Regions from separate parts of the Oryctolagus cuniculus genome. Here region 2 is linked to region 1. The links are chromatin contacts, called in public Hi-C maps. All regions are on one chromosome and are shown on one strand. Each heading gives the region's core, a stretch centred on a gene start, on an enhancer-like site or on the middle of the called end of the contact. The rest is flanking DNA. Distances are from core to core; before and after follow the strand shown. Region 1 holds the start of HENMT1 (HEN methyltransferase 1). Region 2 overlaps LOC100344331 (mitochondrial adenyl nucleotide antiporter SLC25A24).

What was found. Hi-C and Micro-C count contacts between places; a contact is called where the count stands out from the background.
Region 2: a Hi-C map of skin fibroblasts shows a contact between it and region 1, with 2.7 times the contacts expected there. The contact joins the enhancer-like site here to the promoter of HENMT1 in region 1. A contact is called at or near these places in 5 of 6 Hi-C or Micro-C datasets (ear pinna, embryonic fibroblasts, psoas muscle and 2 more).

The regions. Positions count from the first base shown.
Region 1 is chr7:61,772,619-61,779,988 of mOryCun1.1, forward strand. It overlaps HENMT1 (HEN methyltransferase 1), which reads left to right and starts at 3,888. Exons shown (of 8, transcript XM_070077965.1): 1 at 3,888-4,027; 2 at 4,853-4,951; 3 at 5,493-5,618; 4 at 6,938-7,050. The coding sequence starts at 4,931. It also overlaps the pseudogene LOC138850760.
Region 2 is chr7:61,915,820-61,923,189 of mOryCun1.1, forward strand. The region is part of intron 2 of LOC100344331 (mitochondrial adenyl nucleotide antiporter SLC25A24); the gene reads left to right. Among named protein-coding and RNA genes, the nearest start is that of EEIG2, 42 kb to the left of the region's middle. Within about 2 kb of position 3,217, at least 1 of the 8 cell types and tissues checked has an H3K27ac peak or open chromatin away from gene starts, as enhancers often do.

The DNA of each region.
Region 1 (7,370 bases), core at 2,638-5,137:
GGGCTGTAAAAAGGGGCGGTTCTTATGATTGGTCTGGAAGAGGGGCGGTTTAGATTGGTTAATTGGATGATAGCTCCAATCAAGACTCAAGAGAAAACACACGAAACTTTTCCCCACGATGCATAGAATTTTCGTTAGCTAGATCAGTTACAACAGCACCGAAGAGCCTTGATTACAAGGACCTGCACCTGACGTCAACATCCCTCACACAAACCAATGGTCTGACTTTTCTAGGTCCTCTGAGACTCATCGCCAGGGAGTGGGGCTTAAGAGTTACTTAACATGAGGGTACTTCAACAAGTTCATGGAAAATCTGCATTATCTTTTTTTTAAGATTTATTTGAAAGGCATAGTAGAGAGAGAGAGCACAAGAGAGCTCTTCAATTCTCTGGTTCACTCTGCACATGGCCCCAATGGCCAAGGCTGGGCCAGGAGGAAGCCAGGAACTTGGAACTCCATCCGGGTATCCCATGGGGATGGCAGAGGCTCAAGCACTTGGGCCATCTTCTGCTATTTTCCTAGGTGCATTAATAGGAAACTGGATAGGAAACAGAGCAGCTGGGACTCGAATAGGCACCCATATGGGGTGCCAGCATCATAGGCAATAGTTTAACCCACTGTGCCATGATGCCGGCCCAAAGACTGTAAATTTTAATCTGTCACAATCTTCCTTCAGGCCACAAAGTATTTACATTTCTCCGTTGTGCAAAAGTATGACCATCTTCTCCCAAGACCTCCAAGTGTCTCATCCTATGATGAGCATCAGGCTCCAGCTGGCACCCAGGAGGACTTCTGGTTACCCATTGCATGAGGGACACCTACACCTGCAGGACTGTTGAGGCCCAGGAGAGATCCTTTATCTGCCTTTTCCCCTCGGGTCAGTACCTGCTGCATTATTAGCTGGTCCTCCATGTCAGTGGGTTCTGCATCTGCACGTGGGAAAAATTGCATCTGTACTGAATATGTACAGACTTTTCTCCTTGCTGTTATTCCCTGAATAATACAGAACTGTTTACTTTGTATTAGGTATTATCAGTAAGCTAGAGATGGTGTGAAGTGTATGGGAGGCTGTAGGTAAATTACGCGTACCCACAGATTTTGTTACCTGAGGGGGATCCTGTAACTTGTCTCCCCTGGATACTGAAGGACTACTAAATATTGATGAAATAGGTAATCTCACTTAATTTTTACTTCCCAACAGAAAAACCCCAACAACCCAACAGTCTGAAAGAATGAGTAAATTTCCAAGGGTAAAGGAGTGACAGTTAAATCAGTTAAAGTCTATTTGGCTTCCAACTTATTCTGGAAAGATACAACATGGGCTGCATCTCACTGGGACTTAAAGCTGGTGGAGGAAGGTGTGCTGAGCTGTGACAAAGGCTAAGGCATTGGCCACGGGGACAGAACAGATGCAGCAGCAGCTTGAAGAGGTCAAGAGTTGGTGACTGTCCAAACGTGGGAAGTGGACAGAGCCAAGGAGGATTTTCAGACTCTGAGAGTAGAAGACCAGGAGAACGCTGAAATGGACAAATCTGGAAGGAAATTGGTCACGAGGAAGTCAGGTTAAAAAAAAGGATCAACCAGCAACAATTCTAAGGCAACAACTGTAGCTCTAAGAATTCTGAATAGATCATTTGTTAACTTAGAAAATTTCCTTAAAATTTTTTAAATTATTATATATATATATAAAGCTTACCATTTTAATGATGTTTAAGTGTACTAGTCAGTGGTATTAAGAATATTCACCATAGCCAGCGCCGTGGCTCACTAGGCTAATCCTCCGGTCGGGGCGCCGGATTCTGTCCCGGTTGCCCCTCTTCCAGGCCAGCTCTCTGCTGTGGCCAGGGAGTGCAGTGGAGGATGGCCCAAGTGTTTGGGCCCTGCACCCCACGGGAGACCAGGATAAGTACCTGGCTCCTGCCGTGGCGGCCATTGGAGGGTGAACCAATGGCAAAGGAAGACCTTTCTCTCTGTCTCTCTCTCTCACTGTCCACTCTGCCTGTCAAAAAAAAAAAAAAAATTCACCTTGTTGCATGATCATTGAAGGGGAACTTTGCCTTCATCCCAAACTAAAATCCACTTCCTGTCACTACGAATTTGCCAACTTCATGTAAGTGTGGAATCACAGACTATTCTTCCTTTTGTGACTGGTTATAGCACTGAACATAATGTCATCAAGGCTCATCCATGTTGTAGCAAGTGTTAGGATTTAACCCCTTTTAAAGACTGAATATCCCATTGCATGTGTAGGCATGTAAAAAAAAAAAAAAGAGTATTTGAAAGGCACAGGAGAGGGAGCGAGAGCGAGTGCAATCTTCCATCCACCATTTCTCAAATATCTGCACCAGCCAGGGCTGGGCTGGATGCCTCAGAGCTCCATCTGGGTACCTCCTCCCTGGCACATCATCTGCTGCCTCCCAGGCACCTGAGCAGGAATCTGGTCAGAAGCAGAGTAGCCAGTGTTTGACCCCTGCTGTCCTGTCAGCACGTGGAGGTCCGAGGCAGCAGCCTAGGCCGCTGTCCCATAATGCCCATGAGGCTGGATAACGCAGAAACCACTTTTTTTTTTTTTTTAAGACATTTTCCTATTGATGGACATTTGGGCTGTTTTCACATTTTGGCTACTGTCAGCAACGCTGCTGTGAACTTGGATGTACAATATTTGAGTTCCTGCTCTCAATTCTTTTGAATATGTGACCAGAAGTTTATTACTTACTTTGAAAGTCTCTACCTAAATTATATTCTGTGGTAAGGAGTATGCTCTCTTAACAAAGACAGTGGGTTAAAACTACAGCTGAGCCAGGCCAACAGAAGCCTCTTACACTGTGGGGTGACATTAACACTGCATCCCAGCGCCAAAAACAAGCTTTGTGTAACTCATCTTGGTGCATTCTTAAACAATTAGCACAATGTGCTGCCAGGGGTGTTGAGCGTTTGAAAAATCCAGTTCCACTATAACGCTTATATTATTAGGCTGTGAATTCGGTAATAAGTATCAGCTTTTGATTTCTAAAATACTAGTTTTGGTGCTTTCAGCAGCACATATAGTAAAATGGGAACCATACCGAGTAATGGCCCCTGAGCAAGGTGATATGCAAATTCCTAAAGCTTTTTACACCATTTTTTTTTTAAGGGGGAGGGACTTTTGGGGACAGGTTAAGAGAGACCTGGCTCCGAGGCCCGCAACCGTATTGGAGTGTCTGGGTTGCAATCCCAGCTCCCCTTGCAATTCCAGTTTCTTGCTACTGCATACCTTTGGAGTCTGCAGGTGTTAGCTCAAGTAATTGGGTCGCTGCCATCCACATGAGAGACCTGGGATTGAGTTCTGGTGCAGGCATTACCGGAGTGAACTAGCAGATCCAAGGTCTCCGACTCTACCTTTCAAATTAAATGGAAAAACAAAACAAAACAAAAACCAAACTGAAGTAGTAATGTTTCCATCCTCCTCTGATTCTCCTTAAGCCCTTCCATCGCACACGGAAAAGCAAGCACAGTTTATAAAGCGTTAAGTTGAATTTCTACAGGCAAGGTCACGGTACAGTAGGCCTAATAGGTCAATTTCGTCCACAGCACGTGGGTTAAAAAAAAGAAAAAAACGAGTTGGGGTGTGGAGGGAGCTGAGAAAGCGTGTTTTCTGAGTTCAGGTGTTACGGGACCAACTTGATGCAGCCCGGAGTCCCTCAAAGCCGGTTCCGGAGGACCGTCCAGGGGCGGCAGAGGCGGCGGCGTGCGCTCGCGGTGAGCGCGGCCGCTTCTCCGCCGCCTTCCGTCGGCCAGGGCCGTTTCCAGGGCTTGGCCCAGCTCGCTGCGGCGCCGCCTCGGCTCAACAGTCGCGGCGGCGGGCCGAGCGGGGGGCCGCAGCGCGAGCCCGCGCGGGAGACGCGGGAGCCGCGGCCCCCGCCGAGGTTCCCGTGAAGACCTAGAAAATGGCTTCGCCGCATGCGCCTCGCGGGCCGTTGAGGCGCAAAACCGACGCCCTACAGCCGGGAGCCGGGAGCGCAGCGGCGGGCGCACGGCAGGGATCCAGGTACACAGGGCGGACCCCGAGCGCCCCCCGCTAGAGGGCGCACCCAGCAGCGGGGAGCCCGGAGGCGCAGGTGTGGCGGGCGCAGGTGGAGCGGCGGGCGGGTAACGTCGCCTTGTGAGTCTGCGCGAGGTCGGGCGTCAGGGGCGGGGCCTGGAGTTAAATTGGGCGGAGGCTGGGTCTGGTCCGCTTACTGCGCTTTGCCTTGCTTCGCCGCCTGGGAGTGCGCCTGGCTCCAGGGTCAGCGGTGAGGACGACGGGTGCTCGTGGAGGAAGGGCAGGTTGGCTCGCAGGAGCAGGGTTTCGCAGCAGACGTCGGGGAATTATTTAGAAGCTGTGATTGCCATGTTGCCTAAATTTCAGGTTAAGTTCTGGTTGTTGGAGACCAGAGTGCAATAAAGGACCAAAGTCGAAACCCAAGTCCGAGAGTGAATAGAAGTGATGCTGCGGCGTCTCTAGTGTCCCAAGTCGTTAAGGGAACTGTCCCCCTTCACGAAATGCCATTTTACCGATGAGTGGGTAGGTCATTGATTGGAAACAGCTTGGAGGAGGTGCAGGCTCTTAGAAAAGAAACTGGCTGAACTCCCAAGAGTGTTATTTGTATCTGACTGAACTGGGGGTAGAAGGGCAGAAGGGGTGTCATTGTGCTTAGCTGGGTTGAATGAGGTGAGGGGTTCGGCTTCCCGAGCCCGTTTGCTCACGTCTGAAACAATACTTAAGTGGGTATTCCAGGGACTGAATGGCTTTCATGGAAAGGCAGAGAGCACACCCCCCCCCCCCCAAGCTGTTTCTCTTGGGTGTCATTCTCGAAACGGCTTGTATTTACAGCGGAATCGCTGCTGAGTCTCTGACGAACAGCCTGAAGGGACCATCTGCATTTTTGTCTCAGCGAAACTTGGAAGGGAAATGGAAGGAGAGAAGGCACAGGTAACGCCACTCTTGTTTTTTCTCGGAAGTTAAAACACCTGGGGGCAGCCAGGAGCAGCGCCTGGCATCTCGGTTCTCACGCTTCCCAGGGTGGTGAGCGGAATGAGGCTGACATATCCACACCTGGCGTGTCTGTGTTAAGTGACTTTTTAAAAATCACCAGTTGTTAAAATAACAGTCTTTAAACGCTTTCCAAGCGTGGTGCCTCACTGATGGGTGTGGATGGATCACCTGGGGGGTTTGATTGGCTTTCAGAGTTCTGTCCCAGCAAGTCTGGGGTGAGGCTCAAGATTTTGTTTTAGTGACATTTCCAGGTAAAGACACTGGTATTTGGAGATCACACTTGGCATACTCCAGCTGTAGATCCCTGCTGTCTGATTAGTCCACAAGGAAGTTGGGCCCTTAATGTGGCTAGGGCAGTTGCGGAAGGAAATGAACTTTAATCTCATTGAGGGGAAATAAAAATCTGTACCCCCATTTAGTTTCTGAAGTCATGTGTAACTTAGATTTCTAATTTTTTTTTTTTTGGCTACATTTTCAGTGCACTAATGTGATTGGTAATAATCGTGAAGTTCCCAAGGAGAGGATAATAAAGTTTAAACCTCCACTGTACAGACAGCGGTACCAGTTTGTTAAAGATATAGTGGATCAGCATGAACCCAAGAAGGTAGGGCATCACAAACACTGAATTGCTAAGATTGTTTTTTGAAGTGTTTTGTCAAATAAAGCACACTAGTAAGAAACCTTCTCAGACGGATTGTTGGAGTAGAAGGATGGTGATGTTGTGAGGGCAAAGTCCACAGGTGTCTTCAAGAGTTGAGCCAGGTGTCTTCCTCTGACAGAGAGGAAGCTAAGCTGGCAAGTAGATGAATCAGAGGCTGGTAGGCGCCCCCCTGAAGCCAGCCTAAGAAGTACAGTCACGGGAATTCTGGTCTTGCTGATCAGTGAGGACAGATGGTTGTGTTGATTTTTGAGGCAAAGAATGGACAGCTGGCGACTTAATCTAACGCCTGTGGGGGAGAGGCTTTCTCCAGTGAGTCCACTCCTGGCCCACAAAGAACAGGTGACTTCCTGTAGCCATTTATGAGGAGTGCAGGGCTCGGGTAGCATTCAGTGTCGCCAGCCAGGTTCACATGTACAGTTGGATGCAGGTTCGCCTTTCTAGAGTAGTCGGAGCATCAGGCAGACTGGTACCATGGCCATAGAATTGTTTGTTTTGAAATTAGATGTTAATGGGCCTCTAACACCTCAATGGAAAGTCACCATTTCACACAACATATCTGCTTCCTGTGCTAATGCATGGGATGTTCTAGATGTATCCTAGGTGTTGGGAAGGTGAGTATCTAGATTTTAATTTGTGCCTGATGCTCAAGACCAAAGATTACTGTGTGAGGGGTTCTTTTTTTCAGCTGCACTATTGTGTTTTTGTATATGCACACAGAGTGCAGGTTTTTTTTTTTTTTTTTTTAACATCTTTAGCCATCCAGACATGAACATTCAGTTGAAGCATCTAGAATTGCCTTTTTGGCAGTTTAAAGTCCAATATGGGATTTCATATGGTTTGATGTCATTGGTGTGTCAAATAAGAAGTGACTGTCTTCACATGTCAGAAATGAATGAAAGCAAATTTGATAAAGCTTTGCTTGCTGAAGCCTGATGCTGAGAATTTTTAAGGGTCCAGCTTGTGGTTCTGAGTGGGAAACCTGGCTGCACACCTGGTTGTGTGTCAAATGCAGCCAACAGCAGTGATTCTGGAATAGGCGCGGCTCTTGCTACCTGACTTTGATTAGGTGGAAGTTCTTACTTGCCCATAGGCCTATGGACTCTGAGATGAATTTGCTTCCTGTTCCTACTCTTCAGCCAAAAAGCTACTTTCAGATAGCAGCTCTGTTATTACCATGAATGTCCCCCTCCCCAAATAAAGCTTTGGCGCACACTTCCGTGGCCAGCAGTGCCTTTGAAATAACACTGTGTCTCATTCTGCAGGTTGCAGACCTGGGATGTGGGGATACGTCACTCATAAGGCTGCTGAAAGTCTACCCCTGCATCGAAGAGCTTGTTGGAGTAGACATTGATGAGGATAAGTTACGATGGAGAGGGTAAGGCTCAGGGCGAGGGCTTTGCTACGGCTTATTCTCCAAAGGTTCACTGGGGGAAGCCTGGTCTGCCGGGTGGCAATGTTGAGATGCAGGAAACCTTAAGGCCCTTCCTGAGGGCCTAGTGCAAGGGAATTGGGTGATGGGGCTGCACCCTGTTGAACAGATTGATGCCTGCGTCTCTCCCTGTGGAAGTCTGGCGTGACTTGGCGAGCTGTCCATGCAGGAATGGTTACTAATGCCATGGTGCCCCATGTGCTCAGCCCTTGGTTTCCATTGCTCACAGCCAGTTTCCATTGCTGCCTCCTGGTCATGCTGTGGTG
Region 2 (7,370 bases), core at 1,967-4,466, 140 kb after region 1:
TTAAAGTAAAGTAAGCATTTCTAATATTTTAATTTCATATATAGAATCCCAACTTTATTTTTTCAACAGATCTATCTATCTATCTGAGTTACAGATAGAGAGGGAAACAGAGAGATAGATCTTTCACCTACTGGTTCACTCCCTGAACCAGCAAATGAAAACCAGAAGCCAGGAGCTTCTTCCAGGTCTCCCAAGTGGCTAACAGGGTCCCAAGCACTTGAGCCATCTCCTGCTGCTTTTCCCAGCCATCAGCAGGGAGCTTGATCAGAAATAGAGCAACTGGGTCACAAACTGGCACCCATGTGGGATGTTGGCATTGTGGGTGGCAGCTTTACCTGCTATGATACAACACTGGGCTCTAAAATCCTAACTTCAAAAAATATTCTAACTTAAATATAATTAGAAATTTCAAGCACTATATTCCTAGTCATTTTGATTATAGTTTACCATGGATATTTTTATGGTTATCCATTATTCTGAATAGTTATACATTATTAACTGGGAATTTTTATTGGTTAGAACCAGGTTCAATTACGGGATGGCAGAAACTGAAAAAGCAGTGGCTTAAGGTCTGAATTTATTTTCGAGTTTGTTTCTGTTACACATAAACCTATACAGTCAAGGAAGGGCTGACATCAAGTTTCCATAGTCATCAGGATCCTGGCTCCTTCTGTCTCACTGCGCCATCACCCATAACCTGCATGCACTAAGTGGAATAAATAGGTTTAGAGTCTCTGGGGGCTGTAGACTAGAATAACTGCTTGCTGTAGCAGGATAAAGCTTGATATATTGGTAAATCTGATGGAAGCTGCTGATGTAATGGTGCATTACAGCTATGTAAGACTTTTTAAAAAATTCATTAATTTTAAAATTTTATTTGAAGGGGCTGGGACCATCTTTCCCTGCTTTCCCAGGAGCATTAGCAGGGAGCCTGTTTGGAAGTGGAGCAGATGGGACTAGAACTGGTGCTCATATGCCAGCTTAATCGGTTGTGCCACAACACAATCTCCTCAAGCAGCATCTTAACCACTGTGCTAGACATCCACCCCTGTGTGCCCAATTCTTAGCTACACGATGTATAAATTTCACAAACTAACATCCTATAAATTAACAACACAGATTGGTACTCTCAGGGCCCAAAATCTTACCCAGTTTCTCTTCTGTTGCAGCCTTTCTATTCTCTACAATAATGATGCTCTTCTTCATCTAATCTCTTTAGACTTCTGGCCTTCACAGTCTGTCTTTATGACTCTGCCTCAATTTTTTTAAAAGATTCATTTATTCATTTGAAAGTCAGAGTTACCGAGAGAGAGGGAGAGACAGAGTGAAATCTTCCGTTTGCTGGTTTACTCCCTAGATGGCCTCAACAGCCATAGCAGGAGGCAGGAGCTTCATTCAGGTCTCCTCAGGTGGGTGCAGGGGCCCAAGTACTTGGGTAGATCATATTCCACTGCTTTCCTAGGCACATCAGCAGGGAGCTGGATCGGAAATTGAGCAGCGGGATTTGCACCTGTGCCCCCATGGGATTATGGCACTGCAGGCGGAGGCCCTACCCACTACATCACAATGCCGGCCCTTGCCTCACATCCTTACATCCTTATTCCTTCACCACAGTGCTTCGTTCTTCACTGAAGAAATAAAGTCATTGAATGGGACCATTTTTTCCATCATATCTACAGATATTCAACAGAATTTGCGCCTGTTTTTCCATTCCATTAGAGGAGGGGTGACTAGAGCTGTAATTAGCCTTTGGGTTGAAGTTGCGGAGAATGTGGAAAGTTGAACCTGAAAACAGGTTATGATTTTGCCTAATGAGTAAGAGACATGAAAGGGGGCACAGGGAGAACAGAGCATCTAAGGTTTTGGTTACGGTGATGGATCATTGAATCTAAGTGGGAGTGAAGATAGAAAGGAGGGTCAAGGAGCTCATTTATCTCTTTTCTTATTTTTCAGATTCCTTATACTTTCTGAATACTAGCTTTTGTTGGTTGTAAGAATTGTCTTTTTGTCCTATCTGTGGATTTTCTTTTTCACCTTTTTAATGATGTACTTTGCATGTTTTTGATTTTAACAAATTTGTATTTTATGGGCTAGGCCTTTGATGTTTGTTTATTTTTTTGTTTAATGTCTTAGTTTGGAACTCCTTTTCTACACTAAGTTCACAAATGTATTAGGTTTTGTTTCATAACGTTTTAGGATTTCACATTTTACATGTAGGTCTTCACTTGGAATTTATTTTTATGTGCGTTTGAGGTGAGAACCTGTTCAGTCTTTAATTAGTTCCTCACTCCTCAATTCATCAAAAATGTTGATAATCCAAAATACACTATTCAGCTTTTTCTTGTACTCAATTTTTTAGTATCATTTGGCATATTAAAAGTTCATACACTCGGCTGGCGCCGCAGCTCACTAGGCTAATCCTCCACCTTGCGGCGCCGGCACACCGGGTTGTAGTCCCAGTCAGGGTGCCGGATTCTGTCCCGGTTGCCCCTCTTCCAGGCCAGCTCTCTGCTATGGCCCGGGAGTGCAGTGGAGGATGGCCCAGGTGCTTGGGCCCTGCACCCCATGGGAGACCAGGAGAAGTACCTGGCTCCTGCCATCGGATCAGCGCGGTGCGCCGGCCGCAGCGCGCCGGCCGCGGCGGCCATTGGAGGGTGAACCAACGGCAAAGGAAGACCTTTCTCTCTGTCTCTCTCTCTCACTGTCCACTCTGCCTGTCAAAAAAAAAAAAAAAAAGTTAATACATTCTAAAAATTGCCTTCTCATGATTTCTTTAATAATACACTTTTCAGTTTTTTCCTATTTCTTTGGTAGCTCTTTCTTGGTCTCCTTGAGTAAAAATAACAGTAACTTTGATATATGAAATTATTTTTATATGCCAGGCCCTGTGTGAGTATTTTTTCCTACTTAATCCTCATAACACACAGTTCAGAAAAAACTGGCACTCCTGAGAAAAGTGAAGCCAGAGAACTGATGTGGCTTTTCCAAGGTTGTTTAGTCCAGGAAGCCTGAGTTTAGGTTGGGCTCTTACCCACTGCACTATGTTCGCTGTTTGCCTCAAAGTGGCATCTGCCTTTCAGAGTGCTTCAGAGCTTCTTCTAGAGGCCTCTTCTTTCTCTGCTTGAAGTGGACTTTTTCTCTCCTGGAGCTTTAAGAGCTATGTGTATACCAATGACTTGCACATCTATTTCCAGCTCAGACCTCTTTCCTGAGCTGTGCATGCAGATTGACTACTTGCCTGACTCACAGGCATCTCAAACTTAGCATGTCTAAAACTGAACCCTTGGTCCTACCCCCAGTCTATCCCCTCCATCCCAGACTGGCAACTCCATCTACAGTGGTGTCTCATTCATACCTGAAACCTCAAAGTTATTTTTGGTTCCATTCTCTCCTTTCATCCAATCTTTCACTAAGTTTTTTTTTTTTTTTAAGATTAATTTTATTTATTTGAAGGACAGAGTGAGAGAGAGAGAGAGAGAAACAGAGAGGTCTTCGACCATCCTCTGGTTCACTCCCCAAATGGCTGCAATAGCTGGAACTGGGCTAATCTGAAGCCAGAAGCCTGGCGCTTCTTCTGGGTCTCCCACACGGGTGCAGGGGCCCAAGGACTTAGGCCATCTTCTACTGCTTTCTCAGGCCATAGCAGAGAGCTGGATCGGAAATGGAGCACCCAGGACTCGAACTGGCACCCATATGGGATGCTGGCACTGCAAATGGCAGCTTTACCCGCTAAGCCACAGCGCCAGCCCCTACAAAGTTCTTTGATTTCTACCTTTAAGACACATGATCTGTCTGGTTCTGTCTCTCCACTACCACCACTCCAGTTCAGGCTGATCACCTCATGAATCTAACTGGTCTCCTCACACCAGTTCTTGCCTTTTCTTCCAGCCTCCACACAGTAGCTAGAGGGATTTCTCGCATTGTGAATTAAATCATGTTGTTCTGCTGCCCCAAATTCTTAAATGGTTCCTGGCATAGCAGCCATATCATTCAGCAGTACTCAGTGTCCTTCCTTGTGGGAGGACATGTGGTCAGGAGGGCATGTCACTTGCTTTGGGTAAGGAAATGTGCACAGAAATCGTGTGTGCACCCACAGGCAGAAGCTTTCAGAGTGCAGCGTGCTTCTCCAGCTCACCCTTCTTCTGCCATGGCCACCAGCAGTGTTCCAGATAGTGGCTGCATTGGCTCTAGAGTAAAGAAAAGAAATGCCAGGTGCAGAGCGGACTACTGACCTATGATGGACACAGGTCTGAATGAAATATTTGCCCCATAGGCCACTGAGATTTGGTGGTTGTTTGTTATTGCAGCATAACTTTGTTAGTCCTGACTAATATACTTTTATATTGCTCTTGAAAAAATCTAGGATCTTTCATATGGCCTATGGTGCTATGCATGATTTGATCCCTGTCTGCATGTCTAATCTCAGCTTGTACCACTCTTTCTGTTGTTCGTTATTTTCTGGTCACTTTAGTGTCCTTTGGTTCTTGATTTTCCAATTTCTTTTTCTTCTCAGGCATATTAAAAGTACAAGGAGAGGGGCTGGTGCTGCGGCATAGTAGGCTAAGCCTCTGCCTGTGGCACTGGCATCCCATATGGGTACTGGTTTGGTTTGTATCCCAGATGTTCCTCTTCTGATCCAGCTTTCTGCTTATGATCTGGTAAATCAGTCAGAAATGGCCCAAGTGCTTGGGCCCCTGAACCTACGTGGAAGACCCTGGAGAAGCTCCTGGCTCCTGGATTCAGATCAGCTCAGCTCTGGCTGTTGCGGCCATTTGGGGAGTGAACTAAGCAGCTGGAAGACCTTTCTCTCTGTCCTTCCCTCTCTCTGTTTATAGCTCTGCCTGTCAAAAAAAAAAAAATCTTAAAAAGAAAAGTACAAGGAAAGACAGGTTTATGGCCTGCTGGCTATAAGATACCAGTTAAAATGCATATATTCCATATGGGAGCACCTGGATTTGAGTACTGTCCTGCTCCTAATTCCGATTTCTGCTAATGTGGATCCTGGGAGGCAGAGGTGATGGCTCAAGCAATTGGGTTCCTGCTACCCATGTGGCAGAACTGGATTGAGTTCCCAGCTCCCGGCTTCAGCTTGGCTCAGCCCAAGCTGCTATGATCATTTGAAGAATGAACCAGTAGATAGGAGATCTCTGGTGCGCTGTGCCGATCTGAAGGCAGGAGCCAGGTGCTTCCTCCTGGTCTCCCATGCTGGTGCAGGGCCCAAGGACTTGGGCCATCCTCCACTGCCTTCCCAGGCCACGGCAGAGAGCTGGACTGGAAGAGGAGCAACCAGGACAGAATCCGGTGCCCCAACTGGGACTAGAACCCGGTGTGCCAGCGCTGTAGGTGGAGGATTAGCCAAGTGAGCTGCGGCGCCGGCCAAAAAAAAAAGTACTTTAAAAGTCCATGCAGTGCCATTTTTCCTGCTGTTTGGCCAATGCTAGCCTATCTTTTAGATCTTAGCTTAATTATCACCTAAACTTCAGATAGGCCTTTCCTCATTACCAATACATTAGGTTCCCTGCTATGTATACTGACATAGTATACTGACAATTAGACAGTGAAATGTAAGGAAATTGCACTCACCTCAATTTATAATTATCCCATGAATTACGATCTATTAGTTATGATACTTTCAACTGTGAGAGAATATTCAATACAAATATCTTAAATAGCAGAGGCTGAATTTGTCTCCTGTCCAAAGAAGGCCAGTGGAAGTTGAATCCAGAATTGGTTCTTGGTTCAGTGATGTTCTCAAGAATGACAGCTCTTTTTGTCCTGTTCCACCATCCTTTTTTGTTTTGAAAGATTTATTTATTTGAAAGGTAGAGTGACAGAGGGAGAGGAAGAGTTATAGATAGAACATCCATCTGCTGGCTCACTTACCAAAATACTGAAACAGCCAAGGCTGGGTTAAGCCAAAGCCAGAAGTCAGGAACTCCATCTGGGTCTCCTATGTGGGTGGCAGGGACCCTCGTACTTGGACCATCATCTGCTGCCTTCCCAGGTGCATTAGCAGTAAGTGGGAAGCAGAGGTGCCAAAACAGGGACCTGCATTCCAGTATGGCAGATGGATGTTCCAAGTGGTGGCTTAACCTGATGCAGCACAACACGCATCCCCACTTTGCCATCCCTTTTTGTTCCAGCTGGCAGAGATTATAAGGAAATATTTAGCAATATCCTTCACAGGGAGAGGATTTAAAATGTCAAAAATAATACTAACAGGACAGAGGCTCCTACATTTCCAGTGTGTATTCAAGTTCAGACATGTATACAAAATGTACTTCATTTGCCTAAACTTGTCTTTCTCCTATGCCCTGCCTGTTGGATAATGGCAAAAAGAAAAGTTAACCATATATGTCTTAAAGCTTAGACGGCTAACTGAATTAGTCCTTTAAAAAATGTTACTTCCTCTGCGATAAAAACTGTTTGCCCACTAATTTTCTCCCTAAGGGAGCATCAGGGTGGGGGAAGGACATGATTTACCTGTGACCTCTGAGGCTTTGGGCCAAAGGGGCACATTGGCCTGGCTCAGATCCTTAGAGTGTGCTGGTTGGTGTCAGCTGATCCCTGGTGATTGGTCTTCTCTCTGGCAGTGCTTCTTGTGGTTCTTGTTGCTGTCGCTGCTGACAGACTCCCACATTTCCCACTAAATCTACCATCTAGCCTGCTGGCCAGCTAATCACTTCCATTCCGCAAGAGCCATGGGCTCCATTCCTTTGTTCATCTGCCTTCCGTTTGTGTACATTTATTTACATACGAATATGACATATCCATGCAATTGTCAGTTCATGTTAAGCATCAGCAAGCTTATTTCTCTTATTTTATAAACATAAAGTGAAGCCCTAATATATTCCCCCCTTGGCTCCTAAGGGGTTTGGATTTCCACAACTCCATGAGAACAAGCGAGGAGACCTTGGCCTTGTCTCATGAAGGGACATAAGGGACCAGGTAATTGTCTTCCTTGGCCCAGGAAGACCATCGGGAGGCTTAATCCATATCAAGCGCAACTGAAAAAAAGCGTCAAAATTCGTCACCATGGGACTTCGAATTAAGACTGTACTGTTGGGGAATCTTTAGCCGAATACTAACCAAAAAAAAAAAAAAAAAAAGAAGCGGTTTCCCGCCAAGCAGACAGGGCAAACTGGCCCATGGGGTTGGGGGACACGCAGGCGGACGCTTCCCAGAGGCGGGCTCCGACCTGCGGCGCCCAGCCACGCGCCTGGGGCGGACGGTTGCCACGCGCGGAGCTCTGCGGTTGCTAAGCGCCAAGCTTGGCCTTCGCTATGCGCGTGCTCCGTGGCTGCCGCTCGGCCTGCGCCTGAGGTTCCGCGGCTTCTTCAGGCTCCAGGCGCTCAGGGACCATGCTGCGC